3 separate regions of the Triticum aestivum genome follow, and regions 1 and 2 are each linked to region 3. Evidence: chromatin contacts called from public Hi-C data. All regions are on one chromosome and are shown on one strand. The core of a region is the stretch at or near the end of the contact, and the rest is flanking DNA. Distances in the headings are between cores, read along the strand shown. Region 1 holds the start of LOC123044281 (LRR receptor-like serine/threonine-protein kinase RPK2). Region 2 has its middle 8.2 kb from the start of LOC123044279. Region 3 holds the start of LOC123044280 (ninja-family protein 2).

Evidence for each region. Hi-C and Micro-C count contacts between places; a contact is called where the count stands out from the background.
Region 1: a Hi-C map of leaf shows a contact between it and region 3, with 3 times the contacts expected there. The contact joins the promoter of LOC123044281 here to the promoter of LOC123044280 in region 3. A contact is called at or near these places in 2 of 5 Hi-C or Micro-C datasets (both in leaf).
Region 2: a contact with region 3 is called in a Hi-C map of leaf, with 4 times the contacts expected there. The contact joins the enhancer-like site here to the promoter of LOC123044280 in region 3. A contact is called at or near these places in 2 of 5 Hi-C or Micro-C datasets (both in leaf).

What each region holds. Positions count from the first base shown.
Region 1 is chr2B:190,777,571-190,780,651 of IWGSC CS RefSeq v2.1, forward strand. LOC123044281 (LRR receptor-like serine/threonine-protein kinase RPK2) reads right to left here and starts at 1,684. Exons shown (of 1, transcript XM_044466986.1): 1 at 1-1,684. The coding sequence starts at 1,619.
Region 2 is chr2B:190,430,365-190,433,666 of IWGSC CS RefSeq v2.1, forward strand. No RefSeq gene overlaps it. Among protein-coding and RNA genes, the nearest start is that of LOC123044279, 8.2 kb to the left of the region's middle. Within about 2 kb of position 1,502, at least 8 of the 8 cell types and tissues checked have an H3K27ac peak or open chromatin away from gene starts, as enhancers often do. A contact at or near this core is called in leaf, where this site is marked.
Region 3 is chr2B:190,635,042-190,638,541 of IWGSC CS RefSeq v2.1, forward strand. It overlaps LOC123044280 (ninja-family protein 2), which reads left to right and starts at 2,121. Exons shown (of 2, transcript NM_001426744.1): 1 at 2,121-3,031. The coding sequence starts at 2,530.

The DNA.
Region 1 (3,081 bases), core at 434-2,933, 140 kb after region 3:
ACAAGATTATTCCCATCAGCAAGGAAAGCATAGGACCCCTGCATTCCCAGCTTCTCGGCAGCAATCGGCAAGGATGTCACTGTTCCAGTAAAATTGTTCTGGGCAAAACTATGGCAACTCGTCAAATCCATAGCCATGACTGCTGACGATGAAAAGAAGCCTGCCATCGCCTGATATGCAAAGAAGGAAGAGTATTCTGACACCAGGTCATCAAATGGGAGCTGAGATGAAGGGCAATCCTTTGAGAGAAACACTGGAATCGAGCCAGACAGTCGGTTTCCGCTGACATCAAACACATCCATGCAGGGCACAGGAAGTGATGCGTCAACTGAACCTGTTAACTTGTTCGAGCTCAAATTCAGGAACTTAAGATGCTTGCAGTCCAACAGCCCTTTAGGAATTCCACCAGAGATTAGATTCTCTCCCAAGTTCATCATCTCCAAGCTATGGCAAGAAGTCCAGTTCCCCGGCAACTCCCCCTCCAGCGTAGCCCTTGGCGCCCATAACACCCTCAGCTTCGGCAACGCAGCAACAACATCCGGAATCCCTCCCTCGAAATAGTTGAAGTCCTCAACATCCTCACCATCCGATGCATTCAAACCACCAACCAGCGCATAAGGGTTGGACAGCACTAGCACTGAAATTTCAACACAACCACCGAGCTCCGCTGGCACAGGGCCGCTCAGACTGTTCCTCGACACATCCAAAGCACGCAAATTGCTGAGGCGTCCGATCTCCGGCGGGATGACGTCATCCAGCAGGTTGGAGGAGAGCAAGAGCGCCTCCAGCTTGCTGCAGTTCCCCAAGCTCCGGGGGATGCCGCCGACGAGGAGGTTCCCGGAGAGATCGAGGAACTGCAGGCTGCGGCAGCCGGCACCGCCCAGTTCGTCCGGGATGGCGCCGCCCAGGCGGTTGGATGCAAGCGAGAGGCGCCGCAGCACCAAGAGCGAGCCGAGCGCGGCGGGCACGGAGCCGTTGAGCTGGTTGTAGGCGAGGTCCAGCGTCTGCAGCGCGGCGCAGGCGAGCGACGGCGGGATCTCGCCCTGGAGGCGGTTGCCGGAGAGGTCGAGCACGAGGAGGCGGCGCAGCGACCAGATCGCGGCGGGGAGCGAGCCCGAGAGCGCGTGGGAGGGGAGCGCGAGCACGCGGAGGCCGCGCAGCGCCGCGACGGACGGGGAGAGCGCGCCCGCCAGGCGGCGGCCGGGGGAGGAGGAGACGTTGAGCGCCACGACCTCGCCGGACGCGCCGCAGGACACGCCCGGCCAGAGGCAGTGGTCGGCCGACGCCGGGGACCAGTCGCGGAGGAGCCCGCCCGGGTCGGCGGTCACGGCCGCCTTGAACCTGAGCAGGGACCCCCGCTCGCCGCCGCCGCCGCCAGACGCGCGAACGGCCGTGACGAGCAGCAGCAGCAGCATGTGTAGGGTTTGGGAAAGCATGGTGGCCATGGGACGCGGCGGCGGCGGGTGCCGCCGTCGCAATGGAGTGAGACAGTGGGGGAGGCCCGGGACCCGGTGCGGGAGCACGGCGGCGGGGACCTCGGCTGGGGCGGAGCTCCGCGTCGCGAGCCGTCGGGTGGTGGGGGTGGCGTGGGGTTTGCTTGGGTTGGAAGCTCGGGGCATGTGGGCGAGCTGGGCGCAGCCGCACAGTAGCACTGGCACTAGCACGGTGCGACCGTGTGGGGCGAGTGTGGTTGGCACTTGCCAGGGAGGGAGACCCTGGTTGGCTGTCCCATTGACTCTGGTTACCCATTTTGGCTGCTTGGCCCCGGGCTTTTGTTTAACAAAAATGCTAGACATACAAAGACTTACATGCTTTTACACGCTCCTTTCATCTAACAACCAATCACAAACCTTTTCCCTCTTGATTTTCAGGGGCGTGGGCTGCCCCGCTCACCTATTGATCAATCAAGGTTAATCATCCTGTAAAAGCCTGTAAATCGTTTGTACGTGTAGCATTGCCGTTTGTTTAATGAGACTTTCTTTTAGGGGATTAATAGTGAGACTTATTCCTGTCAAAAAAATAATTGCTTGTTATTTTGGGCTAAGTGAGTTTTCAGTTAGTGTAAACAAACAGTGGGTTCCCAGTTACTCCACATTAACATGATTTATTCGGACCTCGCAAAACACATACTCCCTCCGTTCCAAAATAGATGACCCAACTTTGTACTAACTTAGTACAAAGTTGGGTCATCTATTTTGGAACGGAGGGAGTAGTTTTTTAGGGTCACAATATCATGAATTTGAGAATCAATATTCAAGGCATTTTTGAAAAAAGAAAATGGTGACTGAATATCATGTGAGGAGGCTAAAAGGGATTGCCAACAACAATGGCTTGTGTGTGTTGGTGTGTAGGGGGGCGTCGTGGCCCCGTGGTATAGAGGGGTGCACAGGCGAAGTGGCAAAGTTGTGCATTATCGACAATGATACTTGGATGTGTCCATGCCGGCATGTAGTATAGTGGGTGTGGTAGCCACCAAGACGAAAAGCATATGAGAGAGAATAAGAAGACATGAGATATTTATTAGTATTAGTGAAGACATGTGGTGACCCATTGATAGGGTCTTAATGCCTCGGAGAATGATATAGACAAACTAGGGAGTCCGTTGTTTTAAGTGCTATCACCAATCATTGCTACGGGAAAACTCGTTCACGGTTCTTAGGCTAGCCATAGTGGGGGTAACTTAGGTAGTAATATACATGCCACATAAGCAAAAAAGATGATGTGTCAGATAATTAATGAAGAGAGAGGCAAATAGAGTAACATAATATGTTACCATCACATAGCGGTTCCCAATGCAATGAGTCTACAAAATAATAAATAAGGTGATGCATGACACTACACATATGTTACTACCCATTATAGAGGTAGTAACATAGACTACTAACATATGCATGTTACTAGTCTAAATTACTCCCCACTATGACCAGCCTTAGTGATAGACATATGTTTCACAGTTCTTAGTGTGTGTGTCTATATACACACACATATGTATACATAATCATATCAATATGGATAGAAAATCGCTGGCTAGCATATTAATAAATATTTGTCAAATCATGCTCGTGATTTACCTAACTAATT
Region 2 (3,302 bases), core at 252-2,751, 210 kb before region 3:
ACGTTGCAGTTTATTACTCCCTATGTACTGCAAACCGATGTTCAGAGATGTTCCTGGCACAGAAACCTTTGAACTGCAACAGAATTTCCTTCCGATCCCAGATAGTAAGTTGAGTTGCTGATAACTGATCGAGCGTACTACTTTACCTATATATTTTGCGTTAGTTGTAGTTATATTCGAGTTTAATTTAGGCTTACATGTAGTCTCATGCGATGATTTTGTCCACATGCTCCAGTTTCTGTGCGTGTTACTCGTGTGCCATGTTGGTTGGTAAATGAAAGACGGGTAGCTTTGTTTGATGGTGATTTCTATGGGCTGACAAACATTTGGGTCTGTTTTATGGTATATTCTTTTCTAGTCTGTAATCTTGTGACTCCGGCAATTGCATTTGTGCTTTTGAGCTCCTTTTCAGTTGATTAATGCTTACCTAGGTAATACCTAAAGTCATCTTTGTAGCTAGCGTTATCAGAGCATGGTTAATATCAGCTTGCTACTGGCTATATGATGTTCTCATGTCATCTATAACCAACCTTATAGCCGGCAAGTACAACAGTTAGATATAAATATGGTCTGCCTCATTCTCTCACATAGTGTTTAGGAGCATGTGTTGCACCTGACTGTTTATCTATAGCCAGCTATTCTTCCCTCTTTTATTATATTTCCTCCAACTCAGCAAAAATACAATATTTAATGCCTTAAAGTCTGCCTACATCACCTTATTGTATTTGCTCTCGTACCTTTTCCCAAAGCATATTGGCTTTATACATTGTTTATTTCGGTATTCTATCATTTTATTCCATGTTGTTTGAAGGTTTAGCTTTGTTTTATTTTTAAAAAAGGGTTTAGCTTTGTTCTAAATCAAATTTCACTATATATATAAGACACTTACTAAAACTTGTTTGGTGTTGTAGATATTAAGTACTATATTTTTTAGTATAAATTTAATCAACCTTGAAAATGTCACCACCTAACGAGCTTCGACCGGCAAAGAATCCATCGGCAGCGGCGGCCAGGGTCCGCTCGCACACGCAGGGAGCGACGTTTCCACATTCGCTAGGCAGAATCCATTGACTCAAACCGAGCACGCTTTTACCGGATAAGCGAGGCGCTGAAACCTCACTCTCGCGGCCTGCGTGCATGCTTCCCCATCCACCCATGTGTCCAAAAGGAGTTGTTGTCGTGCAAGTTACATCCACTTTCTCCGTGCGGCGTCCACCCATGACCCATCCGAGCCATGATTCTCTCCGTCCCCCTCGGGCGACACATGTTCCCAGTTAACCCCGTGGATGGCTACGTTCGTTCCTCCGATCCCATCCCTCCCGGTCACGCCATGCCGATATTTCCTGGATTCTCCTGACCGGCAGGCGGCACGCTACGCTCCTTCCCCACGCGCCCCTTTTCCTTTGGTCTTTGTCCGAATTTTTCTAGACCGTGCTACACCGTGCCGTCGACGTGTGGCCACTCCATCGACCATTTGGTTCATGCATCCTCACGGCAAAGTAGTAGTAAGAAAAAAAAAAGGAGGAAGGAACAAACCTACGTACACACTCGTAAGGCTCTGAGCCGTCCATCATGCATCATGTACGAATGGGCCGCATGCAGAAGACTACAATAATGATGATGAGTACCCGTGTTCCGTTTTCTACTGGAGTAGCTAGCACGAGATCGATGGAGCCACAAGTCGCGTCTACAATATTCGCCGGGGGGAGAGGTTCATGCATGCACGGCGTGGCATGGCGTGCATGCATGCATGCACGGCGTGGGCCGGCCGGGGACACACGACGCCGGCCGACCCCGGCGCCGATTTGGCTGGCGTCGTGGAGGTGGTGGCCTGGTCTGGTCTGGTCGGTGGATAACATAAACTACTTGTCAAGTGGCGGTACAACAAGTACATGGATATTTGGGTGAGAGAAAATGCATGAGGCGATGTGAAATGAGAGGAGAGGGTGGCCTGATTGATTTCCGGCGGCGAGCAAGTTGGCCAAATTGAGTGGCGCCCGGTATGGCCTCGTGGACCTTTCTGCGCTTTTACACGTCGTCTGTCTGCTGGTGCTTGCGAGTTGCTCTCGCTTCCTTCCTTCCATTTTATATTTCTTTGCCTTGGACAGGCAGGCCCACGAGAAATTCCCTTGCGCATGCATGTGCCTGCCTGCGCTTTTGCCACATGCACCTGCATATTCCCGTTAGCACCTTCTGGTTAAGGGGACATTTGAGGGGAGATTGTTCCCGGAATACCTCCTTTGTCATTAGAGATAAGTGCAGAATTAGTTCCCTCAGACAGGCTATCATCATGAAATCATCACTGTACGCCGTACGCGGGGTAGAGCATGGACGTAATGGGATGACGTTGCTATATATATGGTCGGTGGTAATTGCACGTAGTACGACTAACGACACCACGGGGAGTTGTGTCGGTTGCCCGGCTCCGGTGAGGGAGGGGCATTGACGGCGGCGTGCCTTTGGCTCGCTTCACTGCTTGTAGTCGTTACTAGGTGGTCCATATGTTTCTGGATGTAATTTTTATTATTTCTGGTGTTTGTTGTACTGCTATAATTAAAAAAAAATAGATCAAAAGTTTCTAGCAAAAAATAAAAAAGCAGGAGCAATAAAAAATACACTGGATTAAACCTTGCCGGAAAATTAGATTCACGAGACGAGAGGGGTGATCTAGCCTAGGATTCGAAATTTTGGTCGGTGTCATTTCAAACTAACTTCAAATTAAATTTAAATTAGGTCAATTTTCATGGCATGCAATTCTAAATATTAAGATATTTCAGCGAAGTCCAAATTTTCATGTAACGGAAAAAAATAAACCTTGATCTACACCGCCGTGGCAGAGAGCCATGTCGTTGCAGGCGGCGGTCGAAGAGGAGCACTCAACTCGAGCAAAGGCTTCGACCGAACTGTGCCAACAACCATCGCCTAGCGCCCTCGCCATCATCTATTTTCTGCAATGTTTAACGGAAGATAGACAACATCAGCAGCCGAACACGCACGGAGTCACACCAAGCACCTGACCAATGGCGTTTCTGTCAGGATGCATAGTTTCATTTATTTTTCATTTCTTTTTTGCGATGGAGGATGCATAGTTCCGAAGAAAAACTGAGACTGGCAGAGGTCAGCACTCAGCAGTACTATACCACGTACGGGTCAATTATGGCTTGCAAGTTGGGGATTAACAAAAAGTAATCCCTACGCTAACCAGGAGCCATACGCTACAATGAGATGCAAACAAGCCTCGTCGCATTAGCAACTTGCTCTCTTCTTTTTTACATATAGAAAAAGTAACGCCGTGTACGTGT
Region 3 (3,500 bases), core at 871-3,370:
ATAGGCATGTCGCCTAGAAGTTGGAGGGGCGGGTCCATGGAAAGACGACATTGGGACGCGCGCCTTCTGAAAAGGCGTGCGATGGCCAGGGCTGGCCCTTGCCGAGAGGTAATGCATTAAAACTCCGACGGTCCCACCTTGATCTCAAGATGTCTTTAGATTCTGGATTGATAAAACTGTCCGGGCCCAAGCATGTGATCAATGCGGGTCGCGTTGGTCAGTGAATTCCCAACACCGGCCTGGATGCCGGAGAGTGTTTGGCACGAGAGCAAGGCTTCGAATTGTATAAAGCGACGAAAGAACTCGCCCCGCAAGCTAAAGATATGGAGATACCGGAAGACAATCCCCAGCGTTGGAGGCTAGTTCGGGGGCTATTGATGGAGTCATGGACTATGGGGTCCTCAGGGCATCCGTCCATGATTTACGAGCGAAACTGGTTGGCCGTAGCGAAGCTTCGGCCGAAGATCTTTGAGGCCATGGTGTGCCCTCCAAGTCAAGGCCTGCATGATATTTCCTTCATTGTAAACCGACTTCATGTAATCCTAACCCTCTCGGTGCCTATATAAACCAAGGGTTTTTAGTCTTTAGGGCTAGAGCTTCATTCATTACCTTTCCCATCTAGGGTTTAGCTAGCCTAACCTCGAGGTAGATCGACCCTGTAATCATACTCATCAATATAGTCAAGCAGGAGTAGGGTTTTACCTCTTAGAGAGGGTCCGAACCTGGGTAAAACCTCGTGTCCCTTGTCTCCTGTTCCTCATCGATCCCAGATCCACAGCTCGGGACCCCCTACCCCGAGATCCGCCAGTTTTGACACAGCAGCGGCGAAGTGGGATAATTCTTCCTGGATTTCCCCATGTGATGCCCTTTCTTGGTGTGGCGTCGACAAGTCAGATGATGGCGTGAATCATCGAATACTCATCGTGTTGTTATTAGCATTTTCGATGACTGAGGAGGGGATGTTGTTTGGCATGTTTTTGTTCTTTAGTTCCGTCTCCGTTCGATGAAGCCTAATGCAAATATTACTCTATCCAAGGACTTGTGAGGTTTGTATGCCCCTCTTTTGTTTGGTCGGAGTTGTGATTATCTTCTAGCTCGCGTTGTTTTAGCTTCTTCAGGGTGACGACCTTTCCAGTTTGCAACCACGACGCTTGCTGGTCTAAATCGGCAACTTTTTAGGCCTTCTTTGGTTCATAGGAATTTTGTTGGAACTGTAAAGGATAGAAACTTCATAGGAAAAATCCCTTTGAAGCCTTATGGTTTGTAAGAATGGATTCATATTCCTGTGTAGGATATGATTCAATCCTTCACATTTCAAAGGAAAAAAACATTAGCCTAGACTTAATGAAAAAATTCCTATCTTATGCATCAAATGACATGTCTTTCTCTTTAGGAATTGAGATGCATGCCATCTCACATCCTATGATTTTCATATTCCTATACTATTCCTATCCTATCAATCAAAGCAGGCTTTAACCATCACTTCTGCAAGCTCCCCGGTTTCAACAATGTTGCGATGGAGGCCCAAAGACCGCAATGAGCTTTGCTCACGGCACGTCTTCAACAGGCACATTAAGAAAACGGTGCTGATTTTTGTAAGGACTTAACTGTAATTTCTCATGCTCGTAAATGATATTTTTGTAAATGCTGATTTGATTTAATATGTGATCTTTGACCATTTTGGAAAAAACTCTTAGTTTTCTACACTTTTGAGTAAAGGGTACACGAATGTGCCGTTTAAGCCTTTCTGATGCGTGCAAGGATTATTTATACCCAGCAATATTTACCGGAGGTGCGTATAGATACAATCATACAAATAGTAGGACATAGAAAAAGATACTAGTAGAAGTATAGTATGGAGGGACACCGCACGGGGAGCCGTGCCCTGAACCGGAAGCCCGAAACGTGTCAGGCAGACGCCCCTACGCGGCCTCGACACGTCACACTTCCCCAAGTACTCCCATTACCAACCGCGGTCCCAACCGAGCCGAGCCGCGCCGAGCCGCGCGCCGCCCGATGCCGGCTCGGCTTGTCGGGATCCAACACGTGTACCCGCTGTCCGACACGTGGCCGGCCTCCATGCGCTCGTAGTCCCATCCAACTAGCTCCCCCCTGTTCCCATTTCCAAACAATTTCGGTTTAATGGAGGGAGCAGTCTAACAACGAAGGAGATTAGAGCGACACGCACGCAGGCCTCCTTCTCTTCTCCTCTCCTCTCCATTCCCATCCCCCCTCTCCCTCCCTCCCCTCTCGCTCGAGGATCCCACACGCCGCGCGCAGGGATCTGATTGCCGCCGATTCTGCTGGCTCTGCTTCCCCGGCGCTCGTCGATTGTTCGTTCCTCCCTGGGCGCTGTGATGTTCTTCCCTCTGGGTTTGGAGACCGAGAATTGCCCGGCGCGGGACGGATTCGCGGCAATGGCGAGGTCTTCCTGAGAATTTGGCCGTCCTTGGAGGTTGGGGGGAGGAGGGATTGGCGTCTGCTTCGCGGCGGGGAATTGCTTGCTCTCTCTCTCTCTGCCGGACGGACATGGCGTCGAGGGACTTCTTGGGCAGGTTCGGCGGCGAGAAGGGCTCGTCGTCGGACAAGGCGGGGGGCGGCGCCGGCGAGCCCGACGAGGTGGTCGAGCTCAGCCTGGGCCTGTCCCTGGGCGGCTGCTTCGGCGCCAACTCCGGCCGGGACGCCAAGAAGCCGCGGCTGGTGCGCTCCTCCTCCCTCGCCGCCATGTACTCGCTCCCGGGCACCAGCGACGACCTCGCCGCCGCCACGCCCCCGCCGGCGCCGCTGATGCGCACCAGCTCGCTCCCCACCGAGACGGAGGAGGAGCGGTGGCGCCGCCGCGAGATGCAGAGCCTCAAGCGCCTCCAGGCCAAGCGCAAGCGCCTCGAGCGCCGCACCTCCATGAACTCCGGCAAGTCCGGCGGCAGCAGCAGCCGGGACGACGCCCAGGAGCCGCTCTACCCCAGCGCGTTCCAGCTCCGCCGCTCCGTCGTCGACCAGGGGAACACCTCCTCAAGCATGCCGGAGCAAGGTATACACATGCTTTCATCAGCTTCCCTACCACTCGAACTGTTTGCTACAATAAGCTTGCAATTCCCACTGTTCTATTGCGTTCCCTTGCTTGAATTATTCATTCAGCTGCCTGTTCTGGTTGCCAAGCTCTCGGCGATCCATGCAGGTCGGTGTCATGCCGAGCTTACCGTGGTTCTTTTGGTAGGAGATGCATGGGCAGAGGGGGGATCTAGCAAGTCGAGTGTTCTTTGCCATGGATCTTGCTTTGGTCTTGTGATTTACTGGGATCGATTCGTTAGAACGCTAGCTGAGCCGATGCTTTTCTTTTTCGCCAAATTCATTAGAAATGGGGAATTCTTTTCTGCACAACCTGATGATACTTCTACGTACGCATGGGATTTGTTGTGTTCTTTTCGGGGCGTTTGTTTTGGGTGATGTCATTTCTGGGATTATTTCGAGCCGTGCTGTTGCTCCTAGGGTCTCAAGAG